Regions from separate parts of the Mus musculus genome. Here all the other regions are linked to region 2. Evidence: chromatin contacts called from public ChIA-PET, HiChIP or PLAC-seq and promoter capture Hi-C data. All regions are on one chromosome and are shown on one strand. Each heading gives the region's core, a stretch centred on a gene start, on an enhancer-like site or on the middle of the called end of the contact. The rest is flanking DNA. Distances are from core to core; before and after follow the strand shown.

What was found. ChIA-PET counts read pairs in DNA pulled down with a chosen protein or histone mark. HiChIP or PLAC-seq counts read pairs in DNA pulled down with a chosen protein or histone mark. Capture Hi-C pulls out chosen DNA fragments and counts their contacts.
Region 1: an RNA polymerase II ChIA-PET map of memory CD8 T cells shows a contact between it and region 2, with 34 read pairs. The contact joins the promoter of Ccin here to the promoter of Rnf38 in region 2. A contact is called at or near these places in 1 of 39 promoter capture datasets (pre-B cells), 2 of 484 Hi-C or Micro-C datasets (CD4 T cells and embryonic stem cells) and 2 of 115 datasets of contacts at active chromatin or transcription factors (embryonic stem cells and memory CD8 T cells).
Region 3: a contact with region 2 is called in an H3K27ac HiChIP or PLAC-seq map of microglia, with 4 times the contacts expected there. The contact joins the enhancer-like site here to the promoter of Rnf38 in region 2. A contact is called at or near these places in 3 of 39 promoter capture datasets (embryonic stem cells, pre-B cells and stem cell-derived epiblast-like cells), 7 of 484 Hi-C or Micro-C datasets (CD4 T cells, cardiomyocytes, embryonic stem cells and 2 more), 5 of 115 datasets of contacts at active chromatin or transcription factors (effector CD8 T cells, embryonic stem cells, extraembryonic endoderm stem cells and 2 more) and 3 of 9 other capture datasets (adipose tissue, liver and pancreatic islet).
Region 4: a contact with region 2 is called in a promoter capture Hi-C map of pancreatic islet. The contact joins the promoter of Clta here to the promoter of Rnf38 in region 2. A contact is called at or near these places in 1 of 39 promoter capture datasets (embryonic stem cells), 5 of 484 Hi-C or Micro-C datasets (CD4 T cells, embryonic stem cells and erythroblasts), 6 of 115 datasets of contacts at active chromatin or transcription factors (effector CD8 T cells, embryonic stem cells, extraembryonic endoderm stem cells and 1 more) and 3 of 9 other capture datasets (adipose tissue, liver and pancreatic islet).

Annotation. Positions count from the first base shown.
Region 1 is chr4:43,980,747-43,987,902 of GRCm38.p6, reverse strand. It overlaps Ccin (calicin), which reads right to left and starts at 4,399. Exons shown (of 1, transcript NM_001002787.2): 1 at 2,370-4,399. The coding sequence starts at 4,308. The coding sequence ends at 2,542.
Region 2 is chr4:44,232,365-44,239,320 of GRCm38.p6, reverse strand. Rnf38 (ring finger protein 38) reads left to right here and starts at 5,416. Exons shown (of 12, transcript NM_001379580.1): 1 at 5,416-5,778. The coding sequence starts at 5,514.
Region 3 is chr4:44,026,248-44,034,055 of GRCm38.p6, reverse strand. Clta (clathrin, light polypeptide (Lca)) reads right to left here. Exons shown (of 6, transcript NM_001080384.3): 6 at 1,210-1,655. The coding sequence ends at 1,484. Among named protein-coding and RNA genes, the nearest start is that of Clta, 26 kb to the right of the region's middle. Within about 2 kb of position 5,400, at least 85 of the 459 cell types and tissues checked have an H3K27ac peak or open chromatin away from gene starts, as enhancers often do. A contact at or near this core is called in adipose tissue, cardiomyocytes and microglia, where this site is marked.
Region 4 is chr4:43,998,176-44,005,845 of GRCm38.p6, reverse strand. It overlaps Clta (clathrin, light polypeptide (Lca)), which reads right to left and starts at 1,403. Exons shown (of 6, transcript NM_001080384.3): 1 at 1,146-1,403.

The DNA.
Region 1 (7,156 bases), core at 3,150-5,649, 250 kb after region 2:
GACACAAAGTCTCACTCTACCTAACCTAGAATTAGGTAGGTCAGGATGGCCTTGAACTCCTGGCAAACTCTTGCATCAGTGTTGGGGATGCTAGACCACAGGTGTGAGCCATGATGCCCAGACTCAGGGTTTCTTTCTGAGACAGACTATATTCTAAAGTTTTAATGGTGATTGCAAGGCTCTGTGAGGAACTAAGAACCATATTAGTTGTATACTTTAAAAGAAAAGATTTATTTTTATTATTTTTATGTATAGTAGTACACCATTGCTCTCTTCAGACACACCAGAAGAGGGCACCAGATCCCCCTATAGATGGTTGTGAGCTACCATGTGGTTGCTGGGAATTGAACTCAGGACCTCTGGAAGAGCAGTCAGTGCTCTTAACCACTGAGCCATCTCTCCAGTCCCAGTTGCATATTTTTAAAATATATATATTATTTGAGATAGGGTCTCAGTGTGTAATCTCAGATGGCTTAGAACTATGTAGACCACCAGGCTAGTCTCAAATTCAGAGATCTACTTGCCTCTGCTTCCCAAGTGCTGGGATAAAAAGCATTTGCCACTGTGCCAAGCTATCTTTTCTTAAGACAGGGTCCCCATGCAGTTCAGGCTGGCCTCAAACTTGCTATGGAATTTGTGAAGGACCTTGAAATTCCAATCCTCTCATCTCCAGGAAACACTGGCCTTAGAGGTGTGCACCCCTGAACCCCGAAAGCTGCATACCTTTTGATTAATTGCTGGGCTTTTGTTTTGTTTTATGCCTATTGGTGTTTTGCTTGCACGTCTGTGTGTCTGTCTGTGCACCATGTGTCTCGTATGCAGTGACCATTGGAGCCAGAAGGAGGGAATCAGACCCTAGGTCTGGAGTTACAGGTGGTTGTGAGCCACCATGTAGGTGCTGAGAATGGAGCTTGGATCCTCTGCAAGAGCAGCCAGTGCTCTTAACCACTGAGCTGTCTCTCCAGCCCTCAGCCCCTTCTGAACCAGGGACTCCCCCTGCAGCCCAGCCTGGCCTGAGACTCATTGTGTAAGCCTGGCTCATCTTGACTGCTGAGATTATAGGCAGGAGAAACTTGTCCCACCAAGCTGTATATTTTAAATAAGTTCATTATAGGGAGTATAAATTATTTCTCATAAAGCTTTTAAAAAACAATTCTATTGCATTTCTGAATAATACAATTTGGACCAAAATATTCCAATTTTGAATTCCAGACTTTATACCTGTTATCTAAAGGAGAAATTTAGAAAAACACTGGGGATTCTTTAGGTAATTGGTTTCTATAAGAGGACTTTCTCGACACCAGGTTTTACCCTTCAGTGGCATCCTGAAGCAATGGATCTTGGAAATCTTTGGATGGAGCAAGGCTTATCCTTTAACAGGGTAATTCTGAGTTGGATGTGGGAGCACACACCTGTGATCCCAGCACTAGAAGCTACAAAAGAGGCATTAGGTAAAGGCAGGGGGTCATCCTTCCGGGCCAGTCTCAGCTACACAGTGAGTTCCCAAGGGGTCTGAGCTACAGAATAGGATCCTGTGACAGAAGTCGTGTGTGTGTGGGGGGTGGGGTGGGGGGGGTGTCCTCAGCACAGTGCATGCAGGGGACTATCTGTCCTGGGCATTCCACTCAGTAAGACTCCACACTTACACTATTAGTTAGGTGGTCTCACCATATCTCTGTTACCGAAGAGGAAATGAAGGCACAGAGATATAAGTTAATTTGCCCAGGATAAGCTAGTGGGTTCTTGAGCTGGTACCCGAGTTTACCTCCCGATCCCCATTACAGCTTCACTCCACTACTGATCTGGATTTCTTTCTTCTCCCTTTACTGTAGCTTGTCCACCCCTGATTCAAACCTCACATTCCTGAGAACGTTCTCCGTGAACCTCTCCAACTAGAAGCAGTGACCATTGTAAGTAATCCTCAACTTCCCCCGAGATGAGACATAAACCACCCTAGGTGACACAAATACAACAGGCCATCGACCCTGCTTGTCCCTGGACTTGCCCACACACCTCCTTCCTCCCCAGCCTACAAGGCTACTCTCCTGGGCTTAGGAGAGGTCCTTTCCTGTCTCCCAAGAAGACCTGAAGCAAACACATGCTGGAAGAGCCCATGCCATCACTACTCTGAGCAGAGATTACTATGCTAGCAGATCCCTGAGAGGTGACTACAGGGATTGGGGGTGGGGGGGGGCACCACTCAAACATCCCCTAGCCCAGAGTCTGGGAGGAACTTCAATCCCACAACCACCAAGGATTGTTTTTCCTGACTCAGTTTAGAGACCTCCAGAGCTGGAATAACAAAATTAATTAACTAGTTAATTAATTAATCTACCCACTGTAGACCACCAACCAGAGACCCCATCTCTGCTAGTTACCTCCATTGAGATATTAACCCTGAATCCTATCCATCAGGAACATGTGTAGCCCCAAGCATTGACCCCCCACTAAAAGGAATCCAAAGTCACATTCCTCCCTTGCTTTCTGTCATTAAATTGTGAATAATAATGCATTTACTTATTCTCCCACTTAAAAAGTTGTTTAAATTCTTTGAAGAATCTTGCAAGGCAGCTTGGCTAGACAGCAGGCAGGACAGTCCAGTGCCTCAGGTGGGCAGGCAAGGGTCTGCCATTCACCTATCTTTTGGTCCAGCAAGTAAGCATTAGGATTGATGGTGTAGTCCTTGGTCTGGACATCGCTGGCTGTGGTGACACCCCCACATACAAATACCTTGCTGTCTCCAATGGAGCAGATAGCATGGGATACATCCAAGGGACAACTGTTGGGCAACAGAGGTACTGAGGTTGTCGACTTGTTGGCCTTGATCTTCTGTAAGTTGATTTCCACGCTCTGCCGGTGGCTGTGTACACGAAGGATGTTGTCCTGATGGAACGAGAGCAGGGGCCGGTGGTTGAATTCGATGGGGAAGGTGATACACTGGACCACTTCCCCCGTGCAGGTGTCAAAGCAGTCCACTACACCGACCCGGGAGATGTAGCCCTTCACCAGGCATCGCCCAGTGACAATGTACAGGTTCCGGTCACCCTTAGTGATGACTGCTGTCCCGTCCATAGGGATGCTCATCTTCCCCGCCAAGCACCAGGCTTCCTTGCGTTCATCATAGCGATAAATGTTAGAGACGTACCGGCGTGGGGCAATGCTCCCACCCACTGAGTAAACTGTTCCCCCGCAGGTCACCATGGTGTGGAAGACAAGCCCAATGGGCAGGTCAGGTAGCTTGGTCCAGGAGTTGTCGTCCATGTCATACCGCCACGCTGTCTTCAGTCCTGAAATCTGCTCAGTGGTGCCACCGGATATGTAGATGTAACGGCCAGCAGCAGTGGCACTGAGCGCGGCTGCCCGGTATGGCATCTCTGAGAGCTTCAGCCACAGGTTCTCCTGGATGATATAGGCAAACACCCCATCGTTGAACTTACCGTGGGCCTTCTGGCCACCCAGGATGACCACCGAGTCAAGCAGGGCCCCTTTCCGCTGGTAGCTCAGCAGGCTGCACGGGCGCTCCTGCTTGCGGTCCATCAGGACACTTTCGATCAAGGTCGCGTGGGCAGAGTTGTTCTCCAAGCCAACCAGCTTGTTGCTGGCAAACATCAGCGTCTTGTTGGAGACCGCATTGAGATTGATGTAATTGAAGAACTTCTTGAAGTATTTTTCCCGCTCCTCCTTCCGGAAGTACACCCAACTGATGAGTGCGCTGAGCGCCTGGTCCTCGTTGAGCACGTGGAGGTTTTCATCCCGGAGCAGGCGACCGAAGATGACGGGTGGGCAGCGCATGAAGTGCATAGAGCCCTCGGGACTGGCCCAGAAGTGGAAGTTGTCACGAATGCCAGAGTAGGCCAAGTCTGATACTTCTTTGAGCTCGAACAGCTCAGCCAAGAAGAGGTAGCGCAAGCAGTTGACGCGGCGAATAGACTTAATAAGGAAGTCATTGCAGTGAATCCGAAGGCGTGGGGTATTGAAATACTGTGCGCCCCGGAGCAGCTCCTCCACGTTCTGCTCTGAGATCACCACTTTGCCGCTGTAGAAGTAATCCAGGAGCTGGTCCACCGTGGCTGGGCTCAGGTAGTTGGGGTCGATGGTGATGTAGAGTTCATCGGTGGTCTTCATGTCGTTGCTGGAGATGAGGCTTTTCACTAGTGGAGAGACGGCAGCCAGCACGTTGCGATGTGCGAAGAAGACATGATGGTCCACAGTCAGGGCCATGTCCCAGTACTCTTTACGCTTCCTCTGTTTGTTCAGGTTTTGCAGCACAAAGCTGTTGTAGTTTTTCTCTGTGAATTCCAGTTTCATGGTGCTTCTTGTTGGCCGAGACAGAAGATTCGTAGCAGGTACCGGAGGGCAGACTTTTCCAGGCCTTTGGGGTTTGTACTGATGGTTGTTTGCAGAGCAGCTGACCAGAGAGGAGTGGGCGTGGGAGAGAGGGTGACGTCATAGAATGGATGAGGTCATCATAATGTAGCCCCCTCCCCGCCCCCAGGCCTTTCTCTCCCCAGAGCTTCAGAGGAAGCTCTGGAATGGGGCCACGGTGTCCCCCTGGGCCTTTCAAGTCACAGTCCTCGGCTTCGCCGGGAATGTTCGAACTGGTTTGGGTGGGGCAGAGAGCAGCTGTGGAGAGGGAAAATTTAGGGTGGGAGGAGAGGTTACCATGATCTAGAAGCCTCCCTTTTAACCAGAAGGCTGAAGTCCTGCTGAGGAAGGACTCCCCCTGTCACAGAGGCAGTTAGAGGCAGAGCAAACCTGGAACTCCCACAGTGTGGGGCGTTACAACCCTTTCACCCCTTCAGGAAGTGGGGACCAGACAGTTTTCATGGTTCAATTCTTAGGCCCTGAAGGCCCTTTTTTCTACCAAGGTTCCTGGACGTCTGAGAAGACAAACCCTCTGGCTTCTGATCTCTGTAGTCAGAATACAGTTTTCATGGAGAAGTGGGTGACACTCACTGGAGCAGAAATGGAGGGGCCAGCCAGCCCTAGGAAGATGGGAGGACTTGGAAACGCCAGTACCAGGTTTCCAACCTCCCATACCAGGTTTGGAAACTTCCCATACCAGGTTTCCAAGTATCTAGTAAAATGCTGGGGAAATGCCTGATTCGGCCTCTCCACTCCGAGTTTCTTAGACCAGTTCACTCAGGCCTCAGATTCCTCTTCTGTGAGATGAGAATACTCGCTTCAAAGTGCAGCAGGCACAGCGCTTAGCTTACAGCAAACGTTCCAATAAATGCCAGTTCTTGTTTCTTAGTTGATATAACCACAGCTGTGGGCATCCCCGAAGCCCTCGACGGGTTATAGGAGCCTGCTTCGGCCGCACGGTGGCGCTGCAGGGTCACCTCCTGGCCAGAAGCACGCCGCCTCCGTGCTCAGCTTCTCCAATGGCGTAGAGAGGAAACTCACCCGCCCCGGGGCGTCCCTTTCTGCCTGCTTTGTCCCGCCTAGGGCTCCTTTGTGTAGGAGCGACTCTGAAACTCATACGTCTGGACCCGGGGCTCACAGTGTGGCAGACCCACACCTGTTCTCATTTTACAGATGTGGACAGAGCCCGGCAATGGTGTATGACCAAAGCCACCCTGGGACCTCTTAGGAAGAACCGTGCCATATGGTCACTTGTACTGGTCAGGAGGACCTGACTGCAGACCCCATCTCCACTGTGGGCTCCAAGCCTCACTCCAGACCTTCTGGTCCTCCTGAACGCCCCTCCCAGAGTGACTGTCAGCTCCATACCCACCACTCTCCAGCCCTCTTGCTGGCTTGGATTCTCATTCATCTTTCCATCCCACACCTAGCCTTTTCCTTATCTAGGAACTTGGTAATTTAAAGTTTGTTTGTTTGCTTGTTTGTTTTTGTTACAGGGTTTCTCTGGGTAGCCTTGGCTGTCCTGGAACCTCTATGTAAACTAGGCTGGCCTTGAACTCAAGAGATCTACCTGTCTCTGCCTCTCAGGTGCTAGGATTAATTGAAGTTTTGTTTTTTTTTTTTTTTTAAACAATTATACTTTAATAGTGAAGTTACACATCTTGATACCTGACTTCTGGGGCAGATAGTCTCTTTGGATGTGATGCCTGTGAAGGGGTTAGAACTTCTGTCCCCCTGCTTGGGGTACTTAGGTTCCAGCCCCACTTCAAAGAACTCCCTATGTGGCTGAGCTCAGTTCCCCACTACCTAGTCTCTCTCTCTGTCTCTCTCTGTCTCTCTCTCTGTGTGTGTCTCTCTCTCTGTGTGTGTGTCTCTGTCTCTCTTTCTCTCAGGGAATTTCAGCTCTGCACGCTTCTCCAGGTCTCATCACCTGAGAAACAGGGGCCACTTGGCCAGAGGAAGCATCGTGAGTCTGATAAGGATGCCTGAATCCAGTGGCATCCTGACTGTCAGACCCCACTTCCTGGGACATTTACCGGAAGCAGAAGGTCATCAGATCCCAGAGCACCAGGACAGAAATGAGCTCACTCACCGTATGCCTCCAGCTGGAGATCATGGAGGTCTGGGAGGATCTGACAGACCTGACTAAGGCCTGGAGAGAAGAGGCTTGTTCAACCGGAGAGCATTTGCCACAGTTTCCGGTCTTAGGTCTTAGTTGCAAAGCTCCCATCCTCAACAAACTCAAGACTCAAAGAATCCCATTACTCGGCAGGCAGAAGCAGGAGGGACTCTGAGCTCAAAAGTTTAAGGTCAGCCTGGGCAACATAGACCTTAAAACAAAACAAAAATTGGGGTGTGGTGCTCCACATGTGTAGACCTTAAAATTAAACAAATAGTGGGGGTGCGGTAGTCCATATGTGTCTCAGATTTCGGAAGGCCTAAATTTAGGCCAGCCTGGGGCAACATAGTAGACTGTCTCAAAGTTAAAAATGTAAAAGCTCATTAAACTGGGCCGGGGACAAAGCTCAGTGGGTAGAATGCGTGCCTGTCACGCACAGAGCGGTAGGTTGGATCCTGAGAACCATGCCAACTTGGTATAGTGAGCCATGCCTCTAATCCAAGCACTCAAGAGATAGGAGCAGGATGATTGGAAGTTCAAGGTCCCCTTTAGATATATAGTCTTTAAGTTCTAGGCCAGCCTGGACTACTTGAGATTAAAAAACAAACAAACAAACAAACAAACAAACAAAAAGAGGTGTTTGCACAGTTGCTGCTGAGGTCGCTCTGTAGG
Region 2 (6,956 bases), core at 4,167-6,666:
AAAAAAAATCAGCCAACTAGCAAAACCCTAAGCCCCTAGATTAAAACCACCACCACTAACTACAACAATGACAGCAACAACAACAGACCTCATCTCCTGCTTCAGCCTCTCCATTCTATTCATTAGGCTTGGTTGTTCTACAGTGTTGCCAGGAACAGTGATAATTTTCATTGAGCTCAGTTTATCCTGAGTTCTTTCATTAGTAAGCAACAAAAAGCACTATTTGATAATACTTGTGTGACTATTTTACTCTTTTTTTTTTTCCTTAACTTTACATATGGTTACAGGTCTGTTGTTCTATAGTTTTACATGAAATAGCTCCTTCAGAGTTTGGGGTAAGCACACAGTGGAGCCTTCTCTTAGCATTCATTCTTCTCAGTGGTTAAAAGCACTAGCTGTTCTGCCCTTCCAGAGGACCTGAGGTTCAATTCCCAGCACCGACCTGGCAGCTCACAACTGTCTGTAACTCCTGTTCCAGGGCATCTGACACCTTTACACAGACACACATGCAGTCAAGACACCAATGAACATAAAAGAAAAATAAGTCAATTTTAAAAAGAAGAAAAATAACCCAGAAATTCTATATTCCCAAGTGATGTAATTCAAAATATTACTGAATTGCTGAAGCATATTCAAAATAATTGAAAGGAGGGATTCAAGCACAGTCCTCAAAAGGTGGAAGCAGCCTAAGCGTCCACGGACAGATGACAGGATGACCAAATGTGCTGAGTACATAAGAGAATATTATTCAGCCTTAAAAAAGATGATTTCAATGTGTGCTACCTCTCGGATGAATCTTGAAAACATGCAATTAAATAAAATGATTTAGACAGACCCCCCCCCCCCCCCGCCAAAGACAAATATTTGGGATTCAGCTTGCACGAGAATCCCAGAGTACCTAAATTCACAGAGACAGAAAGTATTGCTTAGCGCAAGCCAGATCCTTGGTTCTATTTCTTTGTTGTTTTTTTGTTTTTTGTTTTTTTGAGACAGGGTTTCTCTGTGTAGCCCTGGCTGTCCTGGAACTCATTTTGTAGACCAGGCTGGCCTTGAACTCAGAAATCTTCCTGCCTGTCAGTTTGAGGGCAACCTGGTCTGCACTTCTGGAACAGCAGGAACTTCATAGTGAGACCCTGTCTCAAATGCGAACAAACAAAAAATATTCATCATTCGTGACTTTCTTCTACTTCAACACTATGTCCTGTGTTTTTAAAAATATTTTTATTTTACTTTATCCATGTGGGTTTTTGCTTGCATGTATGTCTGTGTAACACACGTGTACCTGGTGCTTGTGCAGGTTGGCTGAGACTGAAGTTGAGGTTGGCTGTGAGCTGTCATGTAAGTGTTGCAAATTGAAACCAGGTCTTCTGAGAGAGCGGACAGTGCCAAGTGAGATGGCTTAGCAGATAAAGACCTGCCACCAACCATAACCACTTGGGTTAGATCCCTGAGAGTCCACATGGTAGGAAAGAATTGACCCCAGCGAGTCATCCCCTGGCTTATACACACACACACACACACACACACACACACACACACACACACACGTGAATGCATACACACATGTGAATGCATACACACACAGAAGAAAGAAAGAAAGAGGGAAAGAGAGAGAGAGAGAGAGAAAGGAAGGAAGGAAAAAAGAAAGAAAGAAGGAAAAAGAGAGAAAGAAAGAAAGAAAGAAAGAGAGAGAAAGAAAGAACAGACAGTGCTTGTAACCACCGAGCCACCTCTCTGGCCCCAGCTGCCTTTGACTCTACACCGTCATGGCTTCTATTCCTACCACTGTGCCTTAGTTTGGATCTTTCTCACCCTTTGCCTAAGAGCTTTGTAGCCCGTTTTCTGGTGTCATGCTTTCTTCTGACCCACCTCCTATGTAACACTCATCCAGAGTGTTTCCAAAGTGTGTCCTGATCATGGTGTTTCCTCAGTGACTCCAGCGAGCCCCTTCACTCACCACATAAGTAGCTCTGATGCCCCTCAACATGGCGTTCAAGACTGTATAATTTAGCCTTATCTTTTAGACACATATTACACATAGTAATAGGATTCGGTATGATACAGATACATATGTATACAATTTAGCACAAGTAAAATCCAACCACCTATTTCCCACCCTTCCCAATGTTCCGTAATCACTATCCTACTTGCCTGTTGATTTTTAACATAAATTTTCATTTATATATTTCCAAATTTTAATTTATTTATTTGTGCATGAAATACAGGTTCACATCTGCATTCCCCCTGCCTCTGCTTTCCAGTGTAGGATTATAGGCATGTGTGACCATGTGTATCTCTCTCTCTTTTTTTTTTTTTTTTTTTGGTTTTTCGAATCAGGGTTTCTCTGTATAGCCCTGGCTGTCCTGGAACTCACTTTGTAGATCAGGCTGGCCTCGAACTCAGAAATCTGCCTGCCTCTGCCTCTCAAGTGCTGAGATTAAAGGCCTGTCCCACCACCGCTGGGCTACATTTTTTATTACAAAATTATTACATTTAAGTGTTTGTGTGGGTGGGTAGGTTGGGGGGTGGCGTGAGTGCACGCTATGAAGGCTGTGTGGAAGTCAGAGGACAACTTGCTGGAGCCAATTCTGTCCTTTCACATGGGTCCTCGGAGAATGGTGCTTTGGGTGTGGGGTTTGTCATCTCCACAGCCTATGGGGTTTATGTTGTAAAACGTTTCGCACGTGAGAGGAGCATGTAGTACTTGTCTCAACATGATGTCTTCCAGATCCACTTCTTTAGCTGCACATGGTGAGCTTCTGTTGTTCTTTACAGATGAATAATGCTGCACTGTGTACATATCCAGCATTTCAACTCCCCAGTTTGGGGGTTGGGGGTTTAGCTAGGTGGTAGAGAGCTAGCATAGCAAACGCAAGGTCATGGGTTCAGTCCTCAGCGCTGAAAAATAAAACAAAAATAAACAAACAAACAAAAAACCCCAAAATAACCAAAAGATCAACTTCCCAGTTTGATCTCCTCACAATCTTTTCTTCCTTCTGACCTCTGCAGCACCTCCTTAGTGATCAACCCTATTGATCTCTTACACCTGCGGGTTTTCTACACCCATAGATTTAGTCTCTCTCACTAATCACCAATGGAGAATGGCCAGTGGGCCACAGCAGGCAGGAGGGCCCAGGCTTTCATGATGTCTTAGGGGGTGTGGCGATGACTCAGGGCTTTTGGGCCCTCTCTCATTTCTTCCTGGTCTCAAGGCATCCTTTGATGGGTTCTTTGGGCTGACTAGACTACACTGCTAGTCTGTTCTTTCTCTTTAGGGTGGTCACTTAAGACATTTGCTCTAGCTTGGAGCTGTAAGAGATGACTCTGGGGTGTTGACTGTGGGGATAAAAAGAGACTAACCTGGCTGGGTGGTGGTGGCTCACGCCTTTAAGTCACAGCACTCAGGATACAGAGGCAGACAGATGAGTTCAAGGCCAGCCTGGTCTACAGCCTGAGTTCCAGGTCAGCCAGGGCTACACAGAGGAAACCCTGTTTTGAAAAACAAACAAAACAACAATAACAACAAAAACAGGGTAAACAATGCTCAAGATGGCTGCGATTCATGAAAGGGACGATGCCTCTGGACAGTAGTTTACAGATGTTCTTCAGTGGCCTTATTAGGATGGAGGCCCTGGCCTGAAAATACATTATCTGACTCTCCTGTGACAAGAAACTCAGGGATGAAATGCAGGAAAATTTAGGTCCTTTGGTCAAAGATAATCTCACTGTGTTTCAGTACAGCTTCCCCGAGCTGTCCTTCTTGGTGAACTACTCATCCTTAAGATCTTTTTTATTTTATTTTATTTTATTTTGGTTTTTCGAGACAGGGTTTCTCTGTATAGCCCTGGCTGTCCTGGAGCTCATTTTGTAGACCAGGCTGGCCTCGAACTCAGAAATCCGCCTGCCTCTGCCTCCTGAGTGCTGGGATTAAAGGCGTGTGCCACCACGTCCGGCTCTTAAGATCTTTAAAAGGTTTGTTGTTGTTGTGTGTGTGTGTGTGTGGTTTTTTTTTGTTTTGTTTTGTTTTTGTTTTTTGAGATAGGTTCTGTGTAGCTCAGAAATTTGACTACAAATATCTCAAGTGACCAAGAATGATCTTCTCTGATGCAATTATCATCCATAACTTCTAAGACTCTCTGACCTCCAAGGAGATTGCAAGCTCTCTGAAGGCCTGGACAATATCGTTATTATCGTCGTAGCTTCATTTCTGAGCACCGCTAATGACCGGATAGATGAAAGACAATGCATCATCTAGTGTCAACTGCGGACTTGGAAATGTCTGTTGCCAAAGATCGTCTGCTTTGCCCTCCCAGTCTTTCTTTGCATGGTGCAGGGAAAAAGCTGAGGCTAATTTTTATTAAAACAATCTAGCCAGCAGCTTAGCTGCACCCTTACCCACATGCCTGTACTTAGAGACTCTACTCAGCACATGGTTGGGTTTATTTTGCTCTTCCATGGATAACGCCGAGAGCCAGAGAATGATGGGAAGATAATCGGTTCAGCCGCCAACATCGCATTTGAGAAAAGAGGGCAGACCGGGGGGAGGGGGAATGATGGTGTTTTGAATCCTCAGAAATCTTCCCCAAATAATAGGAAAGCCTTCAGTACAGCTCCGAATGTTTCCTCACTTCGAAGCCTCTTCCTCTTCTGAGATTAGGCCCAGTTGCCTGGACGGCTTCCTGTCAGGGCTTTCCCGACAAGGGTATTTAAAGTGAGAAAGAGGAAGAGAAAGTCGGAGACAGGGGCGAGGACCACCGCTGAGTCGGACTGGCTTCTGCTGGGAATTCAAGATGGGTCTCCAGGACTCAGGGAAGGGCGCTCGTTCATCTCCAACTCTTGCGTCTCCGCCTCTGCGGTTCTCTAGGGCTCCGCGGAGACTGATCTATCACCAATCAGCCTCAGAAGCGAAGAGAGAGTTTCTTTCCTAAGTGTCTCAAAAGCACAAACTTTGAGGAGACAACCGGGAGGGAGGACCGACGTGCAGGGGGCAGAGGCAGGAAGCAAGCAGGCAGGCAGGCGCAGGGAAGGCAGAGGAACGCCCGGCAGGCTGAGGCTAACCGGGGCGGACCGGGGTACACTCCCCAGCGCAGACACCGCCCGAGGCAGCAGAGCGGCAGGGCCTGCGCAGCGGTCGGCCTGGCCTCCGAGGCCCGCGGCCGCGCCCCGGAGGCGGGCCGGGGGCGGGGCAGCACCGGGCTGGGGCGCAGATGCCGAGAGCTTTGGCCCGGGCCTCCCCGCTTGGGCGGGCCGCGGCTGCTGAGGATCCCCCTAGACGCCGCCCGGGAGCCACGGCCCGGAGCCCAGCGCTCATTGGCGGCGCGGCGCGGTCTCCCCGCCCCCCGGCGTCCCCGCCCCCTCCGCCGCCGCCGCCGCCGCGGCTCGGCTCCGCCTCCTGGCCCGCCGGGAGCCGCCTCCGTCGCCGCCACAGCCTCCTTCGCCGCCGGTCCGGGCCCAGCCAGCGCCCGCCGCGCCGGAGTCGAGTCGCAGTCCGAGCCGCTGCCCGCGGCCCCGCCATGAGCGGAAGCGCCGCCGCCGCGGTCGCGGTCGCCGCCGCCGCCGCCGCCTCAGCCGCCGCCGCCGCGCACTTCCAGCCTCGGTCGTCGTCTCCCAGGCCGGGGCCCGCCGAGCTCGGGCCCCCCCGCCGCCCGCGCCCCCCGCCGCCCCCGCCGCCGCCCCGGCCCGAGCCCATCACCGCCGGCCGCCTTAGCCCTCCGGGCCACGGGCCTCTTCGGAGCGGGGCGCAGGGTGTCGGTGCCTGCGGCAGAGCGCCCGGAGCAGGTACGGGGTCTGCCGGCGAGGCGGGGCGGGGCGGGGCGGGCTGTGCGGGGAGGGGTGAGGGTCAGTCCGGGGCAAGGGGTCCCGCGGAGAGGGAGGAGCCTTGCCCGCCACAGCTTTGTCCAGCCCGGGAGACCCCGGGAGCCCTGCTCCTCCGCCGGGCAGAGCGCCTCACAAAGCGTTTTCGCACCCGCTGGGCAGCCCCTTCCTGCGGGGTGGGCAGGGCAGGACCTCGTGAGGAATCGGCTCTGCCGGGGAGGAAACTGAGGCTTACCGGGGGAAGTGACTTGCCCAAGGTCACAAAGCCAGCTAGAGTCGTGTCTTGGCTGAGAACCAGGGCCACCCTGGAGCTGGCGCGGGCCGTCAGCCGAGGGGGCTGGGAGGAGGAGGCAGAGTCCCCAGCCCCTGAGTCTGGAGTGGTAGGAAGAAGGGGGTTGGGGCCTGCGCCCTGGCACACCCACCAGGGTAGCTAACCTATGCTAAGCTGACCAGGACAGGTAGGAAGGAGAAACAGGAGCTGCCTCGGGAGCTTAGTGCCCTGGGGAGCCGATTTTGGGAGCTGGAGCGAGCAGGACTCCTGCCGGGGGCGGGGAGGGGGATGTGCTCCGAGAGGGTTTTATTGAGGTAGTGGAGTAGAGCTTTGGAAACTTGACTCGGGGACCGTTTGGCCCTCTCCAGGTCAGCCTTCTCACTACTGCATAGGCTAAGCCAGCCCAGCGGGAATGAAAGGGAAGGAGGCCTGTTTATACAGTGTCTTTTTCCAGGAAATTGCCCGAGTTTTGTTTATGCCCGGAACAGAAATACATAACTGGTCCTGGTAAAAGCATGCATGCGACAGAAGGCCATCCGAGCCTTTTCTAGATGGTCTGGACTTAACACACTTGGAGAATTCTCTGAGGAAGAGCAGCTGTCCTAGAAGGGGGAAGGAAGTTGGGAGGGTTAGGACAACTCACCCTCCTGCCTGCTTTACAATTCAGGAGGAATCCATTCTTACTTGGGGTGATTAGGCGAGTTGCTTTTACTCTGCGTGCATCTTAGAAAAGGCGAGGGGATAATAATTATTTCCAGAGGAGAAAGCAATGGAAGGATAGCAGGCAATGAGGAAAGATCAGTAGAAGCTGTGGAATGGGGAAAAAGAGAGGGTATGTAGTTATTGTGGGGGAAGGGAGATAAAGGGATTG
Region 3 (7,808 bases), core at 4,151-6,650, 210 kb after region 2:
TTGAGACAGGGTTTCTCTGTATAGCCCTGGCTGTCCTGGAACTCACTCTGTAAACCAGGCTGGCCTCGAACTTGAAAGTCCACCTGCCTCTGCCTCCCAAGTGCTAGGATTACAGGCGTGTGCCTCCACTGCCAGGCTAGCATTTAGTATTTGACACAGAGAAAAGGTAGGCCCAAGAAGGAAGCTCAAAACTAAATGTTGAACACCCACTAAGCCAATGACTACTTCCTCTTTTTTAAAGGCAGGGTCTCACTGTGCAGCCTTGGTGGTCTTGAAACTCACTCTGTAGACCAGGCTGGCTTCAAACTCAAGAGATCCACTTGCCTCTGCTTCACCAGTCCTGGGATGAAAGGTGTGCGCCATCGTGGCCACCCTCTTCCCTCATTCTGTCACCTCATGAAGCTACATGTGGCTAAGCAAGAATTGTCAATGCTGCACAACAAAAGACACGAAGGATTCTAAACATCAGCAACCCTATCCATGACGTCTGAGTCACAAGTGGGAGAGCCTTTACTCCTAGCATTGCGCACTTCCTAGAGCTGACACGAAGGTCTCTCAGGCGGTCTCTGGGCGAGCTTGCGTTTCCTTGATACACGGTGGCTTCAGAGCAGAAGAGCTTCTTGAAAAGTGGCTCGGGGTTACAGGCAGAGATGTAACACGCCAGCGGGGTTACAGGCAGAGCTGAAACACGCCAGCGGGGTTACAGGTAGTGATGTAACATGCCAGCTGTGCTGCCCTTTATGATCTAGCCTTGGAACTCACAGCCATCACTTTGTCCTCTAGTTTATTTCATCTGGATAATATCAAAATTTAAAACTGTCACATATCCAAGCAAACCCCAGAAACGGCATGTAGCCAGTACCAAAACCAAGGGCCATGTTCTGGGGCCACGGAGGTTCGTGGGGAGGAGTAAGGCCTTATGGAGAGGCCTTTAACCTGGTTCTTAAATTTGACCCCTATTTCAGAAGGTAAAGAGAGTGGCTGATAGGCTAATAGCAGGTTCCATGCATGGCACCCAAGACCCTAGACTCACTCTCTAGTATCTCAACCCCCAAACACCAGACATATGGAGTTACTATAGTTTAGAACGGTGGACACTCAGTGGCTGTGTCTTCTCAGCCCCAGAAATCAATGAGAATCACTCACCCCTTTAAACCTGTCCCCCAAGCTGCAAGACCATTTTCAGATCAATTAAAGATGCTTCATGTATACATTGTTTGAAACAGAAATTTATTCTCAGAATAATGCACAAAAGCACAGGTTGAGGCTACTGTCGGGAGCTCCTCTCCCTTCCTCTTCCTCTCTCGTCTCTGAATGCCAGGGAGAACACAGTTGAAGGAAACATGCAATCACAAACAATGATCAACTCTAAAGACAAAAGGTTTGGTCCAAAAGAACTCAACATAATTAATCCAATTACGTGAACAGCTTCACTGAGTAGGATTAAGATATTGTAGACGTAGTGTTTCCACAGGGTGGCTCTTCAGTGCACCAGGGGGGCCTGCTTCAGGGAGATGAGGACTGAGCGCATGCGAGAGACATCTTTGGCCTGTTTGCTGGACTTGGGGTTAAAGTCACACAGGCGGGCCACCCGCTCCCACTCAGTGCCTGGGGATGACTCGTCAATGTCGTTTACAAAGGCTTCTTCTGCTGCCCTGGAAGCAATAACACAATATGTTGGTTTAATGTAAAAAAAAAAAAAAACAAACAAAAAAACCCTTTGAGCAATCTGGTGGCTGTCTTGCTATAACTTGCTACAAAGTAAGTGACTTTTGACTTAGTGGCATTCTGGTTTTCCAGAGAGTATTGGCCCCTAGCTCAGGCCACAAGCAAGGGCAGATGTGCCCAGCTCTCCTAGATACAGGTACCCAGGCTGCTCTGTGAAATGGCGGAGTACAGGTTTGGTTCAGGGCTTGGTCTGTCTCTATGGCTGGCTTTGCTCATCAGAGCATGAAAAATCAACTCCTTGGCCAACTACAAACTGCTTTTCTGAACAAGAACTAAGCAGCAGGCTGATCAAGGGCTTGCAGAGTAGCTTGTGCTGGGCCATACTGAGGTTCAAGGGAATTAAGACTTCTAAAAAGCCCTCGGGTCACTGCATCATAGCCTCAAACTCACTCCTAAGGCTGGAGAGAAACAGGGCAGAGCAGAAGGTATTCAAGACCAAGCACCCATGCTAGCAGGCACCACACTGAAGCCATTCTGGAAGGGGTTGTTAGGACATTCACCAGCTCAGCCAACAGTCTGCCATTTTCTCTCCAGTCAGGTATCTGGTGCCACTCAGGGAAGATCCTGGCAGGAGAGCTAATGTGAGCTGCTTTTTGGCAGGATGCCACTCCAACACTCTTTCACATGGGGATCAGCCTGCCCTGTGGGAACTAACTGGCTGGAGCAACAGCCCAAAGGCACGTGGGAGAAGTGGGAAAGACACGATGGACTTCAGCTACTCCAACAAGCATCACGGGCAAAGCAAAAGCAATGGAGATGACCGGTCTGTGGGGACAGAGGGTGGCACTATCACAGGGATGGCCGTGGCAAACACTGCTGAAGCCCAGAGCCACTACAACACTGCGACTTCATGGCACACACAGTTAGGGGCAGTGAGAAAGGTTTACTTAACTGTTCTAGGCTGTAGCAAGGATGGTTTATGTTTGTGCTTAAAGGTGAAGAGAAGAAAAGAAACAAGGAGAAACTTTAGGTCAGATATAGAAAATGAGAATGGCTCAATGCAGATGGTCAGTAAGCTAGACATGCCCTTGCCGGTCTTTCTTGGCCTGGGAGCGTGCAGCTGCCTTTGGCGGGCCACCCTGCTGTCCAGCAAACCCAGACTCAACTTTTCCAGTCTCCATTTCTCTACTCCAGAGAATGTGTAAAAGTCAAAGCCAACACCACCTGTAAGTCCAGCATTTCACAAGTTTCACTGCAAACTCACCCGGGGCCCAGGAAACCCAGTTCTGCCGTCTAATGAGGTGGCCATCCCAGGGTCATGGGCCCCAAGAGACTCTGTCTACCACCTTCCCCAAGTAGTTGTTCTTTTTCCTTCCTAGTTCTGTCATAAAAAGGAAGCAGGACTATTTCCAAGTCCTCAGCAATACTAAGGTCACTAACAAGGATCTTTATTAAAAACAAAAAAGCTTTGCTAGAAAAGGTAGTTTTCTGGGGGAGAAAACTGCGGCAGTTTACTGGACAGTTTTGAGTATCTTGACTTCACAACTAGGGAGGCTCTGTGCTGGGGAAGAGGGCAGGGCACCAGAAGCTAGCCACTAAAATAGCAATTTCTGCTATCTAAGACCAGGGAAACAGTGTCAGATACCCACACTGCCTGACTGAATGACACTTCATGTTCTTTAAGGATCAGGAATTGGCAAGGCAGAGCCTCCACCTCCTGCTCCCCGGCTCTGACTCTGGTAATATTGTGCTGCAGACCATGGCCCCAACATCTTAGGTCACCGCAGGCTCCGCAGGGGCAGACAGGCAGGCAGCAGGGCCTGGAAGCTGGCAGCACCAGCAAGTGGTCAGACCCAACTAAGCCCAAAAAAACCCTTCCCAGAGAGACCATTGAAGCTTGCTTCCCTCCAGGACCTCCAGTATGCAAATGGCCACAGGGAGAGCAGGGAGTGACAGTTGTGCAAGATTAGCAACAGTCATATCTAGCTTATCAACTCTCAAGCAGCCCCACAGAGCCAATGTGAAAGATTTAAAAAGCAAAGCAACTTGTGACAAAAAGGAGCATTAACTCTAAACAGAAAGAATCAAAACAAGAAAAGGAATTAGTTTTGCAACATACACATAACCAATCAGGTCAGCGAAGGGTTGTTTGTAGAAAGCTTCGTCTGCCACCCTAGACAGCAAGAAGTCCAAAGGCAGGCAAGCAGGCAGGAAAAAAGAGAGAACATTGAGAAGCAGAAAACATCTAAACCCCACAGTATTGCACCTGACAGTCCCCAGGGAACTGCTCCCCGGGCTCCGTCTGACCCAGGGCCTTCCAGCGGTGGGCACTCCAGTGCACAGAGAGGGGCATCTTGGAAACTGGCCTTCCTGGTGCCCGCCACAGGAGAGCACTGCAGCGTCAGCTTTGGGCTTCACCGGCGACAGCCTTTAGTAAGCACTCTGTTATGGGCTACATGCCATTCCACACACGGCAACCGTTAGTCAGCACCGTTGCTGACGGTGTCCTCGCCTTCCTCCCAGGCAAGGTGACTGAGGCTCAGCGATGAAGACTTGGTCAGCCGGTGGCAGTGTGGATCGCAGTGCACGTGTTTTCCTCACTACACACTAACGTTTGCCAGCTCAGGGTGCCATGCTGACTTTCTGTCAGCCTCAGGAATTATCACTGGGTATGACCACTGCCAGCCAACAGATGGGCACAGCCCCAAAGATTTAATCCCAAATCTTGGACCCAACCATTGCTTTCCCACACTTGCTTGGTGGAACAAAAAACCTGTGGCTGTTGCACAGTGCGCCTTAGACGTAGAAGAGGCTGGGGTAAGTGCTCTGGGGAAATGGAAGCTAGTTTGGGCCCCAGGGTTCCGTGTCTGCTCAGGAAGCCAGGGCAGTTTCTAAACACATGCCAGTCTGGGCTTTTGACAAAGTGTAGCTTAAAATCCTGACCTCACCAAGTCCTTATATACTCGAGGGCGGGAGGCAGGTGGGGTGGGAATGTGCAGGACCCAACTAACCAGGGCACAGGCACACTGGGAATGACCCTGCCAAACCTCAGCTTGTTCTTTGCTATATTGTTTTAGGATTTAAACAAACAAACAAACAAACAGGAAAATTTTGTTTTGTGAGATAGGATCTCACTTTGTAGTCCTGGCCTCCCAAAATTGAGGCGGCAGACATTGGCTGGAAGGCCATTTAAAGGACAATCAGGTCACTCATCAGTTTACACACACATTTATCTGAAAGCAAATTCTAGTAACATATATTCCAGTTTCTATTTATTTCATTTTGATACGGGGCCTCATGTAGCCCAGGCTAGCCTTAAACTTGACAGGTAACCGAGGATGCCCTTGATGTTCTAGGTCTCCTACTCTCGTTCCCAATCTTAGGAATGCGGGGATGGCGAGGATCCCCTTCAGGCAGTGCTGCGGACCAAGCCCAGGGCCTCACACAGGCCATGCAATCACGACTAACTGACCTAGACCTCCGGCGGTTTTAGTTTACTTTTAAAATACACACATACCCTTCATTCTTTCCTAATTCTCTACACAGAGGATATCTGTGGAAACGGAAAGAAAGCAAAAGGAGCAGCCTGGTTGTAACTCAGGGAAACAAGCTGCGGGTGAGTCAGTCAGGCGAGTGGGAGGCACAGAAGGGCAGGCAGCTCTACACCCTAATCCCTTTAGTTTACAGAAGGCTTAGCCTAATCCATTTATGCTGCTTTGCTCTCACTGGGGGAGAAGAAAGGTCTGCAGCCTCCCCTCAGGGCATCACTCACAACAAAGGCCTTGGTGAGGCCCTGCCTCTTCACTACTAGCCCCAAGAATAAAGAGCTTGTCTCTAAGACAAGCAGGGCCTCTGACAGACAAAATTAGAGACACTAGCGCACAGGCGCCCCACCTGTCTGCTCTCCTCCCAGGGTAAGGCCGACCTGGAATCAGCACCTGTCAGGGCTTAGGGAAGCCTGAAACGGGGAGAGGAATGCCTGACCAAAGGCCTAAAATAACAATTCAGAACTCCATTCTATAAATAGCTCTACAGTGGGCATGGAAAAAGAAGTCTACCACTGCTAAGAATAGTGGATTTAATTCCTCAAGTGGTTTTGGTTAGAGCTGAAAGTCCTAACACAAGAGACCTCTAACAAGGGGAATGTTTCTCTTCTTGCTTGGGAAGGGAGATGCTGCAGAGTTGTCCCCCAAGCATGAACTGCAGGAGACTTCCACTGTTCTGAGTCTCTGAAAAGGGAATTCTTTCTCATAGGCCACAACTGAATGATTCACTCTCTGGTGCAACAACAGGTAGGCCCTAACTTGGGGTAAAAGATAAGGTTTGGCATAGACAACACAGTACCGGCTACATAGGAACCAAACACCACCACCGCGTTGCCCCCACCCTTCTGCTGACTCCTCCTCACCTCACTCAGGAAGACCTGGCCTGGATGTGCTCCCAAGTGGTGAAGGGTTTTGTTTTATTTCAGAATAGGTCTCTATGTTCCAGGTTAGCCTCCTTTCTGTCTCAGCCTTCAGAGTATCCAATTATAGTAGTGTGGTACCACCAATGGCTTGGCTGATACCCCTCCTTCCCTATGTCATTTTGAGGATTTAACACAAAGTCCTGCATCACAGAACTTCATTCCTAGCACCTCAAATGATTTATAAATTCTCCTAACCACCATCCTCTAAAGAAATCACTCGAAGACAGGCAGTGGTAGTACAGGCCTTTAATTCCAGCACTTGGGAGGCAGAGGCAGGAGGATCTCTCTGAGTTTGATGCCAGCCACCAGGATTACACAGAAAAGACTGTATCAAAATAAAACAACAAAAACAAAAAACAAAATCTACAGGATTAAAGAGTAGAAAACGTATCTTCTGTCCTAGGATGTGGGGATGGTGGTTAGCATACCCTAACCTTATGCACTCAGACCTGAGCTGTGAGCAGCTTTTATAAGGCAGACTCAGCTGGTTTCCGACATCGACGTGTTAACACTCCATAAGAAATCTCTTCTCTGTGAAACTAGGGAGGTCGGGCAGTTGTGGCGCACACCTTTAACCCCAGCACCTGGGAGGCAGAGGCAGGCCAGCCTGGTCTACAGAGTGAGTTCCAGGACTATACAGAGTAACCCTGTCTCAACCCCCCCCCCAAAAAAAATCAGAAACTAGGGAGGATCAGGCAACTCAACATTCTACAATTCCGAGTAAACTAAAGTACTGCAATCTGACTACATGCTCAGAACCTCACCCTCTAAGGTTAAGTTCCTCTAATAGACGTGGGGTATTCCTTTAAATAAAGGGAATAAGCACAAACTTGTGCAATAGAAAGCCTGTTCCCAATGTCTTCATTATTAAGCTTGAAGGTCTATTTGTCAAGTTGCTGAAGCCATGGGACTCGATGTTAGTGGACTTGCCCCAGGGCCTCCAGAGTGGAGCGGTGCTGAGGCACTTTTGCTGGGGTGTACTCCCCACTGCAACATCGTTCTTTACTGCAGAGCCACACCTGATCCTGGAGGGGAATCGTCTTGAGGTGGCAAGAGCAGAGGAGCCTGACATTTCACACTTCACATCAGCACAGAGGCTCTGGGCGGCCGGATGGCAACTGACCCTGACCAAAGTCCTTCCCACCTTACTCAAATGGAACCTGAAAGGCACTGTCTTAGAGTACACCCCTCAGAGACATGTCCAGGTTGAGAGGCCTAGGCTTGGCATCAAAGGACAATGTCAAAGATGATCAAGAAACACGGGGAGTTTTAAAGGACTGTCTTAATAAGAGCCCACTTATTCTGTCATAGTTGCTTCACAATGGCATCAGCTGGCTATATTTTCTGAAAGATTTCCTTCTAAGAGCTGCCCCCGAAATGCCAGACCCAGCCCACAGCGAATAACCTAAGGCCCAGTCTGCCTTGGGATCTGTTTTTGTCCTTTTTTTTTTTTTTTTTTTTAAAAAAACAATGAAATGAGTGGCATGCCTCCTACTTGGTAAAAGGTGGGTGGCTCTGAATCCAGCAGAAAGTTAATCTGCCTGTGGCAGGGAGCTATACTCTGAGCATCTCCCTAGGCTACCTCCAAGAAGTAAGGGCCCCTACGAAATGAGTGCATACCACAGCTACTGTTTGGTAATGATAGGGGACGGAGTGTTTTCTCTCCCCACAG
Region 4 (7,670 bases), core at 154-2,653, 230 kb after region 2:
TGAGGGGTTTTGCAGCCTCATGGAGGGAGCAACAGTGTCAACAGGCCAGACCCCACTGGAGCTCCCGGGGACTGAACCACCAACCAATGAATACACATGGAGCAACCCATGGTGCTGGCCACCTATGTGGCAGAAGATGGCCTTGTTGGACATCAGTGGGAGGAGAGGCCCTTGGGCCCAAGGGTGTTCGATGTCCAAGTGTAGGGAAATGCCAGGGCGGAGGACCTTCATAGAGGCAGGGAAGAGGGGGTGGGGAGGTCTGAAGGGGAGACCTGGAAAGGGGGAAACATTTGAAATGTAAATAAAGAAAATATCCAATCCAAAAACAAAAAGATTGGAAACCTCTCAAGAGAGAGAAAGAAAAAGAGAGAGAAAGAAAGAGAGAGGGAGGGAGGGAGAAAAGGAAGGAAGGAAGGAAGGAAGAGAAAATAAATGGCCCCATAGGCTCCTAGGGACTGGGCCTATTAAGAGGTGTAACGCCTTGTTGGAGTAAGTGTGGCATTTTCAGAGGAAGTGATTAACTGAGGGGGCAGGCTTTGAAGTCTCAGAAGCTCAAGCCAGGCTTAGTGGCTCATTGTCTCTTCCTGCTGCCTTTGCATCCAGATGTAGAACACTCAGCCAGCTCTCCAGCACCATGCCTGCCTGTGTGCCGCCATGCTTCTCACTATGATGATAATGGACTAAACCTCTGAACTGTAAGGCAGCCCCAATTAAACATTTTTTTTTTAATAAGAATTGCCCTGGCCATGGTGTCTCTTCACAGCAATAGAAAGCCCGACTAACACAGGCATCAAGGGTGTTTCCAATTTCTGGCTTGTAATAATTATCTTTTTAAATTTACTTAATATTTATACCCATAAAAACACTGGAGGCAGGAGCTGTGGTAAAACCCCACTAGCTCAGCAAGGTAACTTTACTTTCTTAACTACAAAAGATCTATTTACAAGCCTGATTCTACAATAAACTGCTAGCTCCTTAGAAATCTTTCTAGCTGTGTCATTGTACTGAGCTAATCTACCTTTCTCTTGAGCTCCTCCAAACCCAAGAGGGCTCCTTAGTTCTTTCCTAGAATCCTGTTTCTCCTATGTCCTGCCCACTGGTTCTCTGAGGTTCCTGCTAGCCCAAAGAACAAATCCCTACCTTACCTGGATCTCCTTCTATGAAGCCAAGCCAAAAAGAGAGAGAGCCCAAAAGTCCAAGTGAGCAGAGCTCTCTCAAAGGTCCATTGCTATAAAAGAAGTCTCTAGCTCCTCCTTACACCCTGGCCAGGCTGAGCAGAGTCACGGACATGGTGGTGGTGGTGACTCCAAGCCAAGTCAGTGGGGGCCAAACCATTTCACCTGTACAGTGGAACAGCTCAAGGCCATCCAGCTGACTTTGCTTCAGGTCATAGAGCAAAGACCACAGACCTCCTCCAAGCAATGTGCCTTGAAATGGGCGGGAACTTTCAATTCTTTAGCATTCTTATCTATCTAGGCCTGTAGAGGCACACCCAAACTGCATCTCTTCCAGACACAACTGCCTCTCACAGACACTGTATCTTTGTGGGCTTTCCTGTTTTGCCAACACACAGGATGTCAATGTACAATCACCAACTACCCAGTGATACCGGCTATCATGAGTAGGACAGCAATGAACACGGCTGAGCAAGTGCCTCTGTGGGTTAGTGGTCCTCAACTTTGCTAATTCTGCGACTCTTTAATACAGTTCCTCACGCTGTGGTACACCCAACCGTAAAGTTCTTTTCATTGCCACTTCGTAGATGTAATTTTGATCCTGTTATGAATTGTAATATAAATATTTGCATTTTCTGATGATCTTAGGCAACTCCTGTAAAAGGGTCATTCAACAACCTCAAGAGGGTTGCGACCCACAGGCATTATAGTTGGGTGCCTCCCAACTACCTTGTCTAACTTAAATTAGCCTGTTTATTCTATCTACATCTGTCACGTGGCCATTACCTCTCACTCGGACCCAGCACGTAATCCTTCCAACTCTGCAACACACAGATCCTCCCGCACATGAGTCTTCCCACAGTCCCTTTCTCTCTACCAGGAAGTCCTGCCTTCTACTTCCTGCCCAGCTATTGGCTCTCAGATCTTTATTAAAGCCAATCAGAGACTGCTTTAGGCAAGTGAAAGAGGACAGAAACACACCTTCACACAGTATACAAAAAAATTCCAACGCTCACCATCAGTAGGTGAGAGTTTCCCTTACCCAATATCCTCACCGCTGTGAGCTGTCATTTGCTTTATTGATCTTGGCTATTCTTACTGGTGTGAGATGAAATCTCAAAGTAGTTTTGATTTGCATTTCCCAGATGACTAAGAATGTTGAATATTTAATTCTAAAGAAATTAAAGATGCTATTTATGTTTCATCTTTTGGAGACTGTATTTATTCTGTGCCCCGTTTTTAATTGGGTTATTTGTTGTCTTGATTTTCAGGAAGAGGTTGTTGTGTTTGGGGGTAGAAATTGGTTTAATTCTTTACATATTTTGGTTTTAGCCCTCTGTCAGATGCGTAACTGGTAAAGATCTTTTTTCATTCTGTGCCTAATTCTTTGTCCAAATGACAGTGTCCTCTGCCTTACAGAAGCTTTCCGTTTCATAAGGTTCCATTCATCAATTGTTGATCTCAACGCCTGTGTTAATGGTGTTCCTGCTCAGGAAGTCTTTTCCTGTGCCAGTGAGTTCAATAGAGTTTCCCATTTTGTCTTCTATCAAGTTCAGGGTATCTGGCCTTGTGTTGAGATCCTTGATGATAGACATGACACAAATCACTTTGCATTCTTCTACATGCAGACATCCAGTTTAACCAGCACCTTTTGTTGAAGATGCTGTCTTTTTTCCAGTGAGTATTTCTGGGTCTGTTAAAAATCAGGTGTTCAATGGGTCTGTACCTTTGGGTCTGGGTCTTTAGTTTGATTCCACTGTTCATCATGCTTGGTTTTGTGCCCACACCGCTTTGTTTGTACTACCATAGTGCTGTAGTCCAACGTGAGACTGAGGATGCTGCGGCCTCCAGCAGTTCTTCCATCATCCAAGATTATATTAACCATCCTGTGTATTTTTGTGTTCCCATATGAAGCTGAAAATCATCCTGTGAAAAGTTGTCTGTGAAGAATTGTGTTGGACTATTGGTGAGAATTGCATTAAATCTGTAGGTTGCTTTTGATAGGATGACCATTTTCACTATATTAATCCTACCAATCCATGACATGGGACATCTTTCTATCTTCTGATATCCTTTTCAATTCCTTTTTTCAATGTCTTAAAGTTTTTGTTACACAAGTCTTTCATTTGCTTGGTTAGAGTTGCCCTAAAATATATATATTTTTTAATTATTGAGAAAGATTCTGTTTCCCTGGTCTCTTTCTCAGTCCATTTGACTTTTGTATATAGGAAAGATATTGGGTTTTGCATGTAAATTTTGTATTCTGCTACTTTGCTGAAAGTGTTCTTCAGCTGTAGACATTTCGTAGTAGAATTTTTAGGTACAATTCAAAGATACTTTGGCTTCTTCCTTTCCTAATTGTATCCCCTGATCTCTTTCAGTTGTCTTATTGTTTTAGCTGTAAATACTTCAAGTACTATATTAAATAGGTATGGCGAGAACAGATGACCTTGTCTTGTTCCTAATTTTAGGAGAAATGCTTTGAGTCTATTTCAACTTAAGTTAATGCTGGCTACAGGCTTGCTGTAAATCACCTCTATTATGTTAAGGTATGTCTCTTTGATCCCTAATCTCGAGAACTTTTATCGTGGAAAGATATTGGATTTTGTCATAGGCCTTCCCTGCAATGAGGTTTTTTTCTTTAGTCTGTTTATATGGTGGGTTTTATTTATTTTGTACAAATGTTGAATAATCCCTTCACCTCTTGCATGAAGCCTACTTGATCATGGTGGATGAAATTTTTGATGTGTTCTTGAATTTTGTTTGCAAGTATTCTATTGAGAACTTTGCCTGTATGTTCATCAGGGAAATTAGTTTGTAATTTTCTTTGTGGTTGGTTCTTTATGTGTTTTAGGGAAATTGGTTTGTATTTTTTTTTTTTGGTTGGGTCTTTGTGTGGTTTAGGTATCAGGGTAATTATGCCTCATTAAAAAATTAGGTAGTGTTTCTTCTGTCTTTCTTTTGCGACATACTTTGGGAAGTATTGACATTAATCATTTCTTGAGGTGCTGGTAGAATTTTGCACTGAGTCCATCTGGCCCTGAATTTTTTATTTTGTTTTATTTTTTGTTGCTGTTCTTTGGGAGACTTTTAGTTACTGCTTCTATTTTCCTGGGATTGTGTGTCTGTTTAGATTGCTTATCTGATCTGGACTTAACTTTTTTTTTTTAAAGATTTATTTATTACATGTAAGTACACTGTAGCTGTCTTCAGACACACCAGAAGAGGGCGTCAGATCTCATTACAGATGGTTGTGAGCCACCATGTGGTTGCTGGGATTTGAACTCTGGACCTTCAGAAGAGCAGTCGGGTGCTCTTACCCACTGAGCCATCTCACCAGCCCTGGACATAACTTTTGTAGGTGATATATATCAAGAAAATTATCCATTTCTTTTAGGTTTTCTAGTTTGGTGGAATACAGATTTTTAAAGTATGTTTTTATGATTCTCTGGATTTCCTCTGTCCTCTTCTTGTTTCTAATTTTATTAATTTGAATCTTTTTTCTCTATCTTTTAGTTAGTTTGGCTGAAGGTTTATAAGTATTACTGATTTTCTAAAATAATCAACTCTTGCCAGGCGTGGTGGTGTACGCCTTTAATCCCAGCACTTGGGAGGCAGAGGCAGGCGGATTTCTGAGTTCGAGGCCAGCCTGCTCTACAAAGTGAGTTCCAGGACAGCCAGGGCTATACAGAGAAACCCTGTCTCGGAAAAAAAAAAAAATCAACTCTTATTTCATTGAGTCTATGTAAAAAAAAATTTTGTTTGTTTTTATTTTATTGATTTCAGCCTAGAGTTCTATCATTTTTTACCATCTACTGGGTGTTATTTATTCGTTTTGTTCTAGGACTTTCAGGTGTGACATTATGTTGTTACTATAGAGATCTCTTAATTTTCTTTATGTAGGCACTTGTGCTATGAACTTGCCTCTTAGAATCACCTTCATTTGTTTGTGTTGTGATTTTATTTTTATATTTTAGCTTGATTCTAAAAAGTTTTTTTGTTTCCTTCTTAATTTATGGGTTAATACATTTTTAAATTCAGTGAGTTGTCCAACTTCCAAGAGTTTTTAAATTTGATGTTGTTGCTATCCAGGAGTGATGGCACACATCTTTAATCCCAGCACTCAGGAAACAGAGAAAGGCAGATCTGTGAGTTTGAGGTCAGCCTGGTCTACAGAGTGAGTTCCAGGACAGCCAGGGCTACAAAGAGAAACCCTGTCTCGAAAACAAACAAACAAACAAACAAACAAACAAAAACCAAACCCCCCCCCCAAAAAAGACTTGTTTTGTGTCTAAGTAAATGGTCAGTTTTAGAGAAAGTTCTATGATATACTGACAAGAAAGTATATTGAGTTATTTGTATTGAGTTAAATGTTCTGTAAATGTCTTCTAGTTTCATTTGATTAATTAATGCCAGCATTTCTCTACTTAGTTTTTGTCTGAATGATCTGTCTATTTTTGAGAGAGTGGGGTATTGCATTCTCACACTATCACTGTGTGAGGGTCAATACTGTGATCTTAGTTGTAGTAGTGTTTCTTTTAGGAACTCCTTGTGTTTGGTGTATAGATGTTTAGAACTGAAATGTCCTCTTGGTGGATTTTTTCCTTTGATAAGTATATAGTGTCTTTCCCTGCATTTTCTGATTAGTTTTGGTTTGAAGTCTACTTTTTCAGATATTAAAATAACTACACCAGCTTGTTTCCTGGGTTCATTTGTTTGGAATAACTTTTTCATTTGTACTCTGAGATGATGTCTATCTCTGATGTTAAGGTGTGTTTCTTGAATACAGGAGAAAGAAAGATCTGGTTTTGTATCCAGTCAGTTAGTCTGTGTCACTTTATTGGAGGAATTGAGACCACTGATGTTGAGAATTACCAGTGAGCACTGTTTATTGATCCTATTACTATTTTGTTGTTATGCTGTGGATTTTTTTTCCTCTTTTGATTTGCTGGCCTGGGGTTATGTATTCTTTGCATAACCCTTCAGATTGAACTTTTCCTTCTTGTGGTTTCTGTAGAGCTGGATTGGTAGACAGATACAACTTAAATTTGGCTTTATTGTTCTCTGTCTATTGATTGATAGTTTGCTGGGTATAGCAGTCTGGGCTATCATCTATGCTCTCTTAGAGTTCGAAGAACATCTTTCTAGCCCCTGTGGCTTTTAGGGTCTCCATTGAGAAATCAGGTGTTAATAAAATAGTGGGTCTACCTTTATATGTTACTTGGTCTTTTTCCATTGCAGCTCTTAATATATTCTTTCTTTATATTGTATGTTTAGGTATCTTATTATAATGTGTTATGGAGAATTTATTTTTGGATCCTGTCTATTTAGTGTTCTGTATGCTTCTTGTGCCTTGGTGAGCATCTCCTTTAGGTTAGGCAAATTTTCTTCTATGAGGTGGTGGCTAAACCTCTGAAACTGAAAGTAGAACCTAATTAAATGCTTCTCTTTATAAGAGTTCTTACAGTCATGGTGTCTCCTCAAAGCACTGGAACATTGGCCAAGAGAGAAGTTGGTACCAGGAGTGGGGTATTGCCTGATCATGCTGCTTTTTGGTGGAATGTGGACTTTGAGACTTTAGATTAGGAAAGTGGCTGAATACCTTACACAGTGCTTAATGGCCATATTAGTATGAATGTAGAAGACAACAGTAGTGTTGAGAGCAATGTAGATTATGATGGCCCAGCTCAAGAGGCTTCAGAGGAAAAGAATATTAGTAAATGGCTTTGAGATATTTTAGAGAAATATGTGGCTTTTTTTGTACCAAAGAAATCTGTCTGAGGCTAAACTGAAGAGTTTTTGCTTAATAGCATTGGTAGGTGAGATCTCAAGACAGCCTAGTATTGACTGTGTCATATGGTTATTAGTGATCACTGTTATACAGATATATGGAAAGGAGGAAGCTGAACAAGGAAAAATACAAAGTGTACAGCTTGAAGAGGAAAGGAACACCAGGAAGTATAATGGAGCTAAATCCGGGATGCAAGTCTAAAAAAAAAAAAAAAAAAAAAAAAAAAAAAAAAAAAAAAGCCTAATGCTTAGTGGAATAAAGGGAGTGGTGACCTCAGGCCAAGATCCCACCCAGCTAAGTTTCCAACCTGTGAGCAGGAATTAAGGAAGAGTTTAAGCAGTGAAGGAAACCATCAAAAACAGAAGTTGATGCAGATGTAATTGAAGATGGGGATCATGTTCCAACCCCAACAAACAACAGAACTTTGCAGACTCAGACACACCATTCTTGGTTTAGTGTCAAGGATATAAGAAGGGGTTATGGTATTGTAACAGGGCCCCAGACTTTAGTAGACCTCAGACTTTAGCATATCTGATTCCATGATGCCAATTCCAGTCAGGCTGTAAAATAAAGCACACAGACAGTACCACCCATCAAAACTAAAACAAAGGCCTAATCCATCAAAGTCCATAGTTGGGAATGTCTCTAAATGCGATAATCTCGCTTTTTTTTTTTTTTTTTTTTTTTTTTTTTTTTTTTTTTTT